2 separate regions of the Mus musculus genome follow, and region 1 is linked to region 2. Evidence: chromatin contacts called from public ChIA-PET data. All regions are on one chromosome and are shown on one strand. Each heading gives the region's core, a stretch centred on a gene start, on an enhancer-like site or on the middle of the called end of the contact. The rest is flanking DNA. Distances are from core to core; before and after follow the strand shown. Region 1 overlaps Phf20 (PHD finger protein 20). Region 2 overlaps Trpc4ap (transient receptor potential cation channel, subfamily C, member 4 associated protein).

Region 1 (5,806 bases), core at 390-2,889, 590 kb before region 2:
TCACTGACCAAGAGTCAAGGTCAGAAGACAATCAGGGTCGCAGGTCCCTGTCCTTTCCCTTAAGACAGGGTCTCTTGTCTTCCTTGTTGTATATAACAAGATGGCTGGCCCACATGCTTCCAAAGAATCTCCTAGGACCCATAATCTAGGACTGCAGACAAGAACTATAGTACATGGCCCTTATGTGGATTCTGGATAGCCACACTCAGGTTACAAGGCATATACAACAAGCTCTTTACCTGGCCTTTTCTGCTGTTATTTTTATTTGTTTAAGAGGGGAGGCTCATATTTCATCTGATGATAAAACAGGCTATTGTCTGATTTCCTATAAAATTAGAACTCAGCTTTAAGAAAGATACTCCTGAATGACGTAACCTAATGTAGAGTTTCCCACTAGGGATCAGTGAGTTGGCTCTTATTCTAGTTCTCACAAAATATATTCTATATCAAATTTTACATTTTGAATTATCTACTGAAACTGTTTAAACTTTCATGAAAAAAAAAAAGACTGTGAGCTAGAGTTGTAGCTGACTGGTTTATCATGTGCAAGGTCACAGGCTCAGCTCCCAGGACAATGAACAACAAAAGATTATAGATGCTACTTGGAAATGGGAAGAGGTCCATACTTGTCTAATATTCATACAGGGAAAGACCACAGGTGCATTCAGCTATAGGTGGTTCTATCTGGTGGGGGCAGGGGGGCTTTGCATGCCTCCAAATCACCTGAAGTGTGAGTGTTCGGCTTATCAAGAAATCAAAATTTGATTTTGATATAATAGAAGAATTCCAAACTTATACCGCCTTTCTTTTTTTTTTTCTTTTTGAGTCAATATTTTATTTTAGCACAGGCTAATCTGCTACTCACTCCGTAGCCCAGGCTAGCCTTGAACTCACTGCATTCCCCTACCTCAGTGTTTTAGACTGCCTTTAAATAACTGCATATTATTTCCAACATCCATATTGAACCCTTAACTCTTACCAGTTTAATTAACCAAATTATTTTTTTATTTAAACTGAAACTTCAGCATCAATAAACATCTTTTAAAAACTCAATGTTGGGCTGAAGAGACGGCTCGGTGGTTAAGAGCACTGACTGCTTTTCCAGAGATCCTGAGTTCAATTCCCAGCAACCACATGGTGGCTCACAACCATCTGTAATGGGGTCTGATGCCCTCTTCTGGTGTGTCTGAAGACAGTTACAGTGTACTCATATAAATAAAAATAAAATAAACAAATCTTAAAAAAAAAAAAAAAAGCTCCGTCTTTTTGAGGCAGGTGTCCTTACGAAGCCCAGGCTCGTCTTGACCTAACGATCCTCCTGGTTCCGCTTCCCAAGTGTCAGGGTCACAGGTGTGAGCTACAATGCCTACTAAGAGCTCAAAATGCACCTTTGCCTCCCTAGCTCTAGGCTTTGACTTGTTTTACTCTGCCTCCCTCATCGACACAACGTGTGTGTGTGTGTGTGTGTGTGTGTGTGTGTGTGTGTGTGTGTGTGTGCGTGTTGTGTGTGTGTGTGTGTGTCTGTGCGCACGTGTGTGTTGGCACTAAGGCCTGAACCCAGGATCAGCTGCACCCTCAGCTTCCTGTCTTCTCCTCTCCTCTTTCATGTCTGCCCATGAGGCTGTTATTTCCTCAGACTGAGGGCATGTGAGCAGGCACCAGAAGGCCTTAGCTCCCGCATGTTTCCACCCCAGCTCAGTCACGGCCACACTCCCCAACACGTCTACCTGGACACACTCCTCACTGAAATTCAGCTCCACAAGCACCGTTTGTTTTCAGCTCACAAGCCAGTCACAAACATGAAGGATTGAAGTACAGAAGGAATAAAGAACCACAAAGGCCACAGAAGAACACTGCCATCACGCACTGCAGAGCCCGCCTGGGAGACTCACCCGTAGGAGTTATGGAAGGGGGTCTGCCTCGTTTTCTTTTTGGCTCCTTCAGGTTCTCTTGTGGGTTCTTCACAAGGTCCTTCTCAGGCTTCTTTTCCACCTGGGCATCCCCGGAGTACTCCCGCTCGTTCTCGGAAATGTTCTCCTTATCTTCCTTTTCGTTCTTAGGAAGGCTTTTCTCTGACACTTTGCCTTTTTCTGAGCAGATCAGCTTTCCCTCTTTGTCAGGTTGCTTGGGCCGCTTTTCTGTCTTTAAGGCTTTTTCCACTTTGTCTTTCTTCACATTGACCGTGACTTTTCTCTGTTCTTTAAACTTCTCTCGTTTCTCAGGAGACGATGAAAGACTTTTGTGGTCTGTTTCTTTAGGCCTAGCATTACCCACAATATTCTAAAATGAGCAAAATAGCGATGAAACACTTTGTGATTACTTGCAAATACACAATCAGGAGATTGCTTGCACATTTATGAAGACAATGAAGACACTAAGAGGACATAGGCCAGGTCACATGATGCACAGGACCAGGAGAGTACCTGAGCTTTGAGACTCTGCAGTCTCCCTTACTAGGATGAGCCACACAAGACTAGTTAGGGATGCCAACTAGCAAGATCCGTGACTGGAAGCAGCGTTTCTAACTCTAGCTTTCTTAGCCAGGGATTTTCAGAGATGTGCACTGATACCCAGTTTTATATAGAAGAAAATCAAACTAGTAACTTGAAGCTTAACAGGAACACTGTTCACAATGCCCAGAGCAGACCAAAAGTCTTAGCTGCTTCTCCTGTTACTAGCTGTGCTCACCCCAGCAAGCTACCTACTGGGTTCCTGAGCTGTTGGATGTTTTCTCCGCTGAAAAGCAGTACTGCTTCTAAATTGACTTTAAAATCCGCCTTGAAATCTTGCGCACTAATGTAACTGTCTCCTAATAAGGCCATTTTGAAAGTTAAAATTTCTAAGGCTACAATTAAGTTTATTTATGAATGAGTCACTCCTCCAAAATTTCCAGAGAAGAGCAGGGATCTATCCCACAATATGCTCCCCTATGGAATCCTGCACACACCTAGGCTCATTGACATCCCAGAAACAGGAAAGGAATGTTTAACTGTTTGGCAGTCAAAGCAAAATTTGTCCCACAGGGAAAAAAATTATAAACAGTGAGACTTTTCTTAAAGTCACAATATTATTCTAAAGAGAGAGACAAACCAGCAGCTGTACTGTACTCTCTTCTGGATGGAGGTGGTGTCAGTGCAGATCAAAAGACTTGACAGTCCCTACTTCTGAACTAAAATGAATTCCCAGAAATGGAGTTTGCTACCAGGATAATCAGACTTCCCAGCTGGGTACAAACACCCTGCTTTGTACTTGGAAGCCAGCCTCATAAAGTCCATGCATACTATAGAGCACTACAGAGCTACCAGAAAGCTGCAACTTCAGAGGACAAAGCAACTTCAGGAGATGTTACATTGTTAAGACAGAAGAGTAAGCTATAGACAGTAGCATGCACTTGACTCCAATTTTGAGAATAACACATACAAGTTTATAACAACAAAAACCAGCAAGACAGACACAAAGTGCCAAAGACAAACCAGCAGGAACCCTTTGTCTCAAGGGGGCTGTCTTGCTTTCCTTCTGCTTTGAGTATTTTCCAGATCTTCTAAAAGAAGCAAACTTTCTTCTTATAAGCTCAGAAAATGAAATGTAACTCAAGTGTAATTACCAAAACATTTAGAATAACATAGTTCTAAAGTGAAAGTTTGGCCTGTTCCAATACTGTAATGAAAAACTTTTAGACAGTCATCTTGAGTCAAAAGCCTACACACTCTTGGCAGGTAGGGATGTGTGTGCATGTGTACGCTTGTGTGCATCTGAGAACTATCAGTCTGTCTTGGTGGTCTTCTGGGACTGAGGTAAGATGAGACACTCAGAGGCAGCTGGGAACTGGGAAGGGAATTTAATTTACTGAGTACAGTTAAAGTTGATGGGGTTCATGGCTCACACCTACAGTCCCAGCACTTGGGAGGTGAAGCAGGAGATCGCTCTGAGTTAGAGAATAGCCTAGGCCAGAGTGAGACTGTCAGAAAATACACTTCATTTTAAAAGTTGGACTTTTGCTATCAGGCACTGAGGAGTCTCGGGACCTGTCCTAACCACCAATTCCATCTAGTTCGTACGTCAGTTCTTTCACCAGTACCAACTCATTCCACAAGTTAACAAAAATGTTAAAAGCACAGGTGAGGCTTCTCAGGTGGGCAGGAAGCAGGTAAAGAGAAAGAAAGCAACAATTATCTTGGCAAAATTTCACCATTTTCTCAATGTTTTTAGAGAAAAGCAGCAAAGGCAAAGCCACTCCTGAGGCTCCTGGCAAGTTCTCCTGCCCGCGACGTCTACACAGAACCTGCTGTAATCGGCACCAAGTAAAGCACTTGCTCATCTCAGGGAAAGACCAACAGGGCAGAGCATCCCAATCCGGTCAACCTCCTCCCTAAGGGGAGGAACCACTGAGGGACTCAGAACTAAAACCTGTGTAAGCTCAACTAGCTGGAACTACCAGAACTTAAAAGAGCCCCAAAGATACTTGGTACAGACTTGGTTGGATTAAAACATGAGGAGGCAAGAGAAAGGGAGGAAATCATAAAGTATTTCAGGAGGGCTCAGAGCTCTGGGGCCGTATTTCCAGGAGCAGACCTTGGGCTCTATGCTCAGGCAGGGGAGAATGGGTCACCAGGACACTTGACTTCAAAGCAGGCATATGTAGCTGCTATGGTTGCCAAGTGCACAGCAAAGACAAGCTAAGCTGTGAGCTCCCAAGCCACGGTCTAAGTCATGTCAGAAACACCACCAGACAAGGGAAAAGTGCGCAAGTGTGCTCTCGTTCTCAACCAGCTCCCTGTGTTGTGTGAGGGTGCAGGAAGAAGGGAAAGGGGAAGCACTCAAGACACTTGAGAAGAAATGAGAGAAACAAACAATGGGGGCTGTGCTCAGCATTTGTAAAGAAGAGAAATCTGTGAAGGGGGAATGGACAAAGAAACACAGATATTTACAACTTCTGAAAACTTTCTGGTGAAACTGTCAAGATGGAGGAAATAAAGACTTGTCATCAGAAACACATGTAATGTCTTTATTTGAGAAACATAAGTACAAGTGTTAGCATAGTTCGGAACACAAAAGCACAAACCACATTTCTCACCTGATCTTTGGAAAAAGCTTTGACATGAATATGTTTGACAGTTTGAACTACTCCATCATAAAATTTCACAGTGTAAGTACCTAAAATTCAAGAAGATATCATGATTTTAACTTGCTGTTTCATGAAAGCAGCAATTTTTAAAGAATACACACAAAGGAGCTCCAAACAGGATAAATGACCATGTGGTTTTTACAAAAGTTTAAGAATCACATTGCGGGCAGATTCAGCACAGTGGTAAAGGACCTACCTACTTAGCATGCACAGAACCCTAAGTTCAACTCCTAGCGCGCACACACATGCACACACACACACACAAAGCGCAAATTTAACTTCCTTCATTTACTGGTCAAGAATGGGTTGCTTTTTATCTGTAGAATTCAGAATTTGCTTTAAATTTTTCTATACTGTTTCATTAAAGAATTGTGTGTACTGAATTTGAGCCAAAAAAGAAAGAACAGTAAAACAAAATAATTAAGAACTGAGAAAAACGCAGACTAATTCCTTAGTGCATGACATTTACAATTTTTTCTGTTTTGAAGGGCATTTATCATGTTTCTTAAGAGGCTGTGTGAACCTCAAAATATGAGAACCTATCTCGGCTAAAAGCCTAAATGTGGTCTGGCAGTTGTTCAATAGGAATCCTGTGAAAAAAAGCTAGAAACCTGTAATGAGTGGGTGTGCTTGTGGATTTGTTGGTGCTGAAGACTGGCCTGGCACATGCTAAAGCCATTC
Region 2 (6,514 bases), core at 2,438-4,937:
AAATATGAGTCAGTTCTGGAGATCTAAACTCAGATCCTCACACTTGTAAGACAAGAGAGTTAGAGACAGAGCTATCTCCCCAGTCCTTGATGTTTTTTTTTTTTAATTTAAATTTTATTGAGACTTAAAACAACCAAATTTACTCATGCTTCTAACCCAATACCTGGAAAGGGGAAGTAGAGGGATCAGGAGTTTGAGGCTGTCTCAAAAACCACAGTGAAATTACCAGTTGTAAATTTTCATTTCAGTGGTTCGTAGCTGTTTGTTGTTTGCTTGTTTTGCAAATTAAGGCGCTGGAGAGGTGGCTTAGTGCTAAGGGCACTTAGTGCTCAGGAGGTGGCTTCAGTTCCTAACACCCATGTGGCAGCTACAACCATCTGTACATAACTCCATTTCTAGGGGATTCAAAGCCTACAGACCTCTGCAGGCACAGATGTGATGCACATATATGCAGGGAAACACCCATACATAAAACATTTTATGTTTTCCCAAGACATAATAATAAGATATTAAGTAAAAAAAAATACTTTTAGAAAATTATGCAACTGTCACCAAAATAGTTTTGGGGCTTTCTGTCACTTTAACGGTTCGCTTATATACATTATTTAGTCTTCATAACAGCTTTGTTAAAGTGTTGGCTTACTACACACGCCCCATTTAAGTCACCAATCAGTAGCTGTTTATACAAAGCTACATTTACCACAAACCAGTGTTTTAGAACATTTCCTCACAAAACAAATCAAAAACAATCAAAAAGAACTTGATTATGGTCTGTAGGGAGCGTAGCATGCATTTAATCTCAGAACTTGGAAGGTCAAAGCAGGAAGGTCAGAGTTCAGGGCCATCCTCAGCCACATAGAAAGTTTGTGGTGAGCATGGGTTACAGGCTCAAACCCAAACCCAAACCCACCCTGTGCCTACAGCGGCTACTTTCCAGTTACTGTCTCTGGTCCTTGGCAGCAGCTAGTCTTATTTATTGACCATCTCTTTGGATTGGCTTATTCTGAATATTTTTGTATTAAATAGAATCAAACAACATGTGGCCTTTTGTGTCTGATTTCTTTCATTTAGAATACTAAGCCTCAAGATTTATCTGTTATTAGTATCACTTCTTGCCAAATAATATTCCATCATATGGATATCCTATATTTTATTTGTCTGTTTACCGGTTAGGTGCGCTCAAGTTTCTACTTTTGCTTACTAAGATAAATGCTGTTGTCTTTGTGGGCAACACTTCTGTGGACATTTGCTGGGTTATATGATAATTCTGGGGTGTGTGTATGTGTGTGTGTGTGTGTGTGTGTGTGTGTGTGTGTGTGTGTGTGTGTGTGTGTGTGTGTTGCTAGGGATCTGCTAGGCAAGTTTCACCACTGAGGTTTTGAAACTGAGTCTGGCTAAGTGACTCATGTAGGCCTCAATCAGCGTGATCCTCCTGCCACCCTACCTTCTGAGTAGTGAAGTTAGAGTCGCACTCCATTCTTCCTGGCTGTATATTGAACTTTTCAGTACTTGCTCAACTGTGACTGCCATTTTTCATTTTTACCTGGAGAGAAAGAGAGTTCCAGTTTCCCCAGTTCCCCAGACACCACCACCACCACCACCTCTTCTTCTCCTCCTCCTCCTCCTCCTCCTCCTCCTCCTGCTGCTGCTGCTGCTGCTGCTGCTGCTGCTGCTTCTTCTTCTTCTTCTTCTTCTTCTTCTTCTTCTTCTTCTTCTTCTTCTTCTTCTTCTTCTTCTTCTTCTTCTTCTTCTTCTTTCTTCCTCTTCTTCTCCCCCTCCTCCTCCCCCTCCCTCTTCTCTCTTCTCTTCTCTTCTCTTCTCTTCTCTTCTCTTCTCTTCTCTTCTCTTCTCTTCTCTTCTCTTCTCTTCTCTTCTCTTCTCTTCTCTTCTCTTCTCTTCTCTTTTCATTTTCTGTTTTATTTTATTTTTTTCCAAGACAGAGTTTCTTTGTGTAACAGCCAGGAACTCATTTGTAGACCAGGCTGTCCTCAAATTTACAGAGGCCTCTCTGTTTCCTGAGTGCCATGATTAAAGGCGTGCGCCACCACCCAGCTTCCCAAACACTTCCTTCTGTCTTTGTGATTATGGCCCTGACTGGCGTGCCATAGCTTATTGTGGATTTGATTGCTTTTCCTCTGCGGACACTGGCACTGGTCATTTGTCACGCATTTCCTGGCCATCTGTCTATTACCTTTGTCTATTACCTTGTCTGTTTAGGGATTTTGCCCACTTTTATCTGCACATCTTCTATCGTAGATAGTTACGTCAACATTTTCTCTTCTCCTCCCGTGACTCTTGATTGTGCCATTCAAAGACTGGTCCAGTTAATTTAATAAAAGTTTGGTCATAGAGTTGTTCACAGAATTACTTTGTTGTTAATGTCCCTGGGATCAGTAATAATGACCCCCATGTATTTCCAGCATTAGTAATTTGTATCCTTTTTCTTGGTTAATTAGCCAGGCTAGAGTTTATTGATTCTATTTTTCTTTATAGATTCAATTTTTAATTAATTTTTTTTCTGTACAGATTTCCTGTTTTTGTAATTTAATCGTTCCTTTTTTTCTTTTTCTCCTTTCTTTTTGTCTTTGGGGGAGGTCCTTTTGAGACCATGTTTTGTTCAGTCAGTCCTCAGGCTGGTGTCAAGCTCAGGTCTGTGGTTTGACCTCAGCCAGCAAGTGCCCGAGGTTGCAAAAGTCAGCTTGAATCCACTGTTCTGCTCTCGTTTCATTTCTCTCTCTCTCTCTCCTCTGCTTGCTCTAGACTTAAGTTGTTCCCTTCTTTCTTTGACGTGTTACGGTAGGAGCTCAGGCTGTGGACTAGAGCTGTTTCTTCTTTCCTAACACATGTGTTTAGTACAGATTTTGCCATACTTACAAACTTTGATAATTTATCTTTCATTTAGCTCAGAATATTTTTACATTCTCTTCAGGCTCATTTGACTCAGTTATTTAGAATGGTTGTTTCATCTCCAAATACCTTAGACTGTTCAACTGTTCTCTTCATTGTTTGTGGCTTCTAGACACAGTACATGGTGGTTTGAGAACACTTTATATAGTTGCCTACAGTTGCTACTTTTTTTTTTTTTTACTTTTGTCTGCATTTATTTTATGCCAAATTTATTCCAGTGCCATGCGTTTTTGTTTCTTCAGTTTCTTTTTGGATATTTTTTTTCTTCCGTGCAAACTCCTCTTTTGGCTTTGGAACAATCTGTTCCTTCTCAGTGAGGATCATCTCACTGTGGCAGGGGGAGCTCATGGATGGGTTAATCTGGCCATGAGCTCTGTGGGTGTCTTGGCGCATTTTAGGTGACTTTCTTGTTCACCTGGATATGTTCGATGAGCAGACAATCTACATCTAAACCCAAGCTCAGCGTTTCTTTCTGCAGTTTAAGCATGTGCAGCAGAAATTCAGCACTTTGGCCTGGGCACACACACTGACTTCACCATTATACTGGCACACACAGTTTCATTCAAGTGACATCCTTCAGACGTGTGTTGGCTTTGTGGATATGCTTACCCTTGATGGCCTGGGCAGCTTCCCGGGTGTTTTAAAAGTGAACACGGAGGTTTGAACCTCTTGATTTGCATGATTTTGTGAGGTTTTCTGGGTCAAGAGAGTAGCAACCATCTTTACAGGTGACCTCTGACTGCTTACAGGAAGAGCCAGCTGCTACTTTTGGAACTTGCCAAGGTGTGCTTTGTGGCCAAGGATGTGGGTTGTTCATGTGACTTTGAGAATAGTATGTGTTCCTCTGTTGTTAGATTAAAGAAGTTGCAAATGTCAGACCTAGTTAATTGATGGTGGCAATAATGTCAACCTTGTCCTTACTGATTTTCTGTCTTGTTGAGGATTCATGAAGTTCAAAAATTCATCAGTTTCTTTTGGTAGTTCTTCGAGGTTTTGCTTCCTATATTTTGGTAAGCTACTGTTCAGTACACATATGTTAAGAACTACCATGTCATCTTAGAGAGTTGGCCCCTTAACATTCTGTCATGGCCTTCTTTATTCCTAACAGTTCTCCCTTTTCTGAACTGTTGTCTGAAACGTCATACTACTCTTTAAGCTTTCTTTTAGTGTTAACATGACTTCTTTTTCTCCATGCCTTTTACTTTATTGTTTTTTAAAGATCTATCTTATGTGTATGAATGTTTTGTTTGTACATATGTGTGTGTGTGTGTGTGTGTGTGTGTGTGTGTGTGTTTGTGTACTACCTGCATGCATGGTGCCCATGGAAGTCAGAAGAGGGCATCAGATGGTTGTGATCTGCCTTACGTGTGCTGGGAACCAAACTTAGGGCCTCTAGAAGATGAGTAAGTGTTTAGTCATTGAGTTTCTCTCTGCATTCCTGTTTATTGTTGTTTTGAGACAGAGTCTCCTGTAGCCCTCACTAGCATTGAACTCACTAGGTAACTGAGGCTGGCCTTGAACTTCTCCTGACCTTTCTGCCTCTACCTCTGAAGTAATGGGTTTACAGATATGTGCTACCATGTGGGACTCTGTCCCTATACTTTTAACCGATACATAATGTCATATTTAAAGTAGTTCTTTTTAAAAAAAGATGTATTTTATTATTTTGCTTAGGAGTATTTGTATAAGTTTGTGTTGGGTGTGTACATATAAAGCAGGCACTGGAGGAGGCCAGAGCAGTAGAACCCCCTGGAACTAGAGTTAGTGGTGGTTGTAAGTTGCCTGATATTGGTGCTGGGAATTGAACTTGGGTCTTCTGCAAGAGTGGTACAGGCACCTAACCATGAGCCATCTCTCTAGTCATGAAAGGGGTTTTCTTGGACAACATATAGTTGGCTTTTTTCTCCTCTTATAACACTGACATATATATTACTATATTTTACTCATAGACTTTTTTGTTTTGTTTTGTTTTTCGAGACAGGGTTTCTCTGTATAGCCCTGGCTGTCCTGGAACTCACTTTGTAGACCATACTCATAGACCTTTAATTGATACTGTTTCTAATTATCTTGTAAACCTGGTATGCAGTCATTGGTGCGTTTGACCATGCACAGACTTGTGCAGCGGTTAGTGACGTGAGAGGGTAGATTCTACCACATGCACAGCTGCATTGTATTTGTTTTCTTAACCTTCCATTTTTTTTTTCTGTGGATGAATTGAGCATTATATGATTGTACTGACTCTTCTTTTAGTGAATTATCAATATTTCTCTCTGTGTGTATATACGGTTTATGTACTTTTGTAGGTGTTGTATTCCCGTGTGTGGGCATGAATGTGTGGAGACTAAAGGTTGATCTCAGGTCTGCCTGCTTTGACACTTTTCACTTGTTTTGTTTGTTTGTTTGTTTGTTTTCTTTTTGCGACACAGCCTCTCCCTCGACTTGGTGCTCATCTATTCAGCTAGTCTGGGGACCACTGAGGCCCAGTGCTGGGGTTACAGCCATATGCTGCTACACCTGACTTTCAGTGGGTGCTGGGATCTGAACTCAGGTCCTTGTGCTTGTGGTAGCAGACAGTTTACTGAGGGAGCCATGTTTCCAGTCCCAGTCATTGGTTTTAAAAGTCATTTTTAGCTGGGCATATGCTTATATCGTAATCTCAGAAATCCAGGGGCTGAAGTGGAAGATTGCTGCTAGTTTGAGGCTAACCTAGGCTTTAAAAGGGGTGTGTATGGTGCTATATAGTGGTTTGTTTGTATTGTTTGCCCTGAAGTTTGGAGCATTTCTAACAGTCAGGCAGTGTTTGTGGGTAGAACAAGCATTCCAGTCCCCTGTCGTTTCTGATATTGCTGACATTCGGGTCATAATCTAAAAAAAGTTAATTTGTATCCATTTGCTTCATCAGCCCTCTTTGTGTATAGTGTACAGACATTACAAGAGACAGGTAGCCACAGAGATTCTCTATGGTATCAGTTTCCTTGTCTCTAAAGAGCTACCTCTCATATTTCCCATAGGAAAGGTCAAGTTTTGTCTGAGAAAATTCATGTTTTCCTTTACTTTCAAAAGGTAACATCACTGAATTCAGTAGTTGGTGTGATTTTTTTAACCCCTCCCTTTTTTTGTTTTTTTGTTTTTTTGAGACAGGGTTTCTCTGTAGCCCTGGCTGTCCTGAACTCACTTTGTAGACCAGGCTGGCCTCGAACTCAGAAATCCACCTGCCTCTGCCTCCCAAGTGCTGGGATTAAAGGTGTGCGTCACCATGCCCGGCTTAACCCCCTTTTCTATGCTTTAAATTTTTTTTCTGTATGCCTGGGGTGTGTATGTGTGTGTACAAGCGCACATGTGAGTGTGTGTGTACGCGAGCACGTGTGCACCTGCCTGTGTATATGTGCAGGTGCAGTGAACAAATATGTGTCGGTAGATGACAGGAGCCTCAGTTGTTTCTCAGGCGCTTCATGTCCTTGTTTTTGGAGACAGGGTCTCTCTTTCTCATTGACTGGAACTCTCCGAGTCGGCCAGTCTGGCCAACCAACCAGTCAGCCGGGAACCCTCCCGTCTCCAGCTCTTCAGCTCTGCATTTACAAGAATGCCCACCACATTGGCTTTTTAA

What was found. ChIA-PET counts read pairs in DNA pulled down with a chosen protein or histone mark.
Region 1: an RNA polymerase II ChIA-PET map of memory CD8 T cells shows a contact between it and region 2, with 6 read pairs. The contact joins two enhancer-like sites.

Annotation. Positions count from the first base shown.
Region 1 is chr2:156,263,629-156,269,434 of GRCm38.p6, reverse strand. It overlaps Phf20 (PHD finger protein 20), which reads right to left. Exons shown (of 18, transcript NM_172674.2): 5 at 5,075-5,154; 6 at 1,893-2,280. Among named protein-coding and RNA genes, the nearest start is that of Cnbd2, 46 kb to the left of the region's middle. Within about 2 kb of position 1,639, at least 26 of the 459 cell types and tissues checked have an H3K27ac peak or open chromatin away from gene starts, as enhancers often do. A contact at or near this core is called in memory CD8 T cells, where this site is marked.
Region 2 is chr2:155,676,969-155,683,482 of GRCm38.p6, reverse strand. The region is part of intron 1 of Trpc4ap (transient receptor potential cation channel, subfamily C, member 4 associated protein); the gene reads left to right. Among named protein-coding and RNA genes, the nearest start is that of Trpc4ap, 12 kb to the left of the region's middle. Within about 2 kb of position 3,687, at least 39 of the 459 cell types and tissues checked have an H3K27ac peak or open chromatin away from gene starts, as enhancers often do. A contact at or near this core is called in memory CD8 T cells, where this site is marked.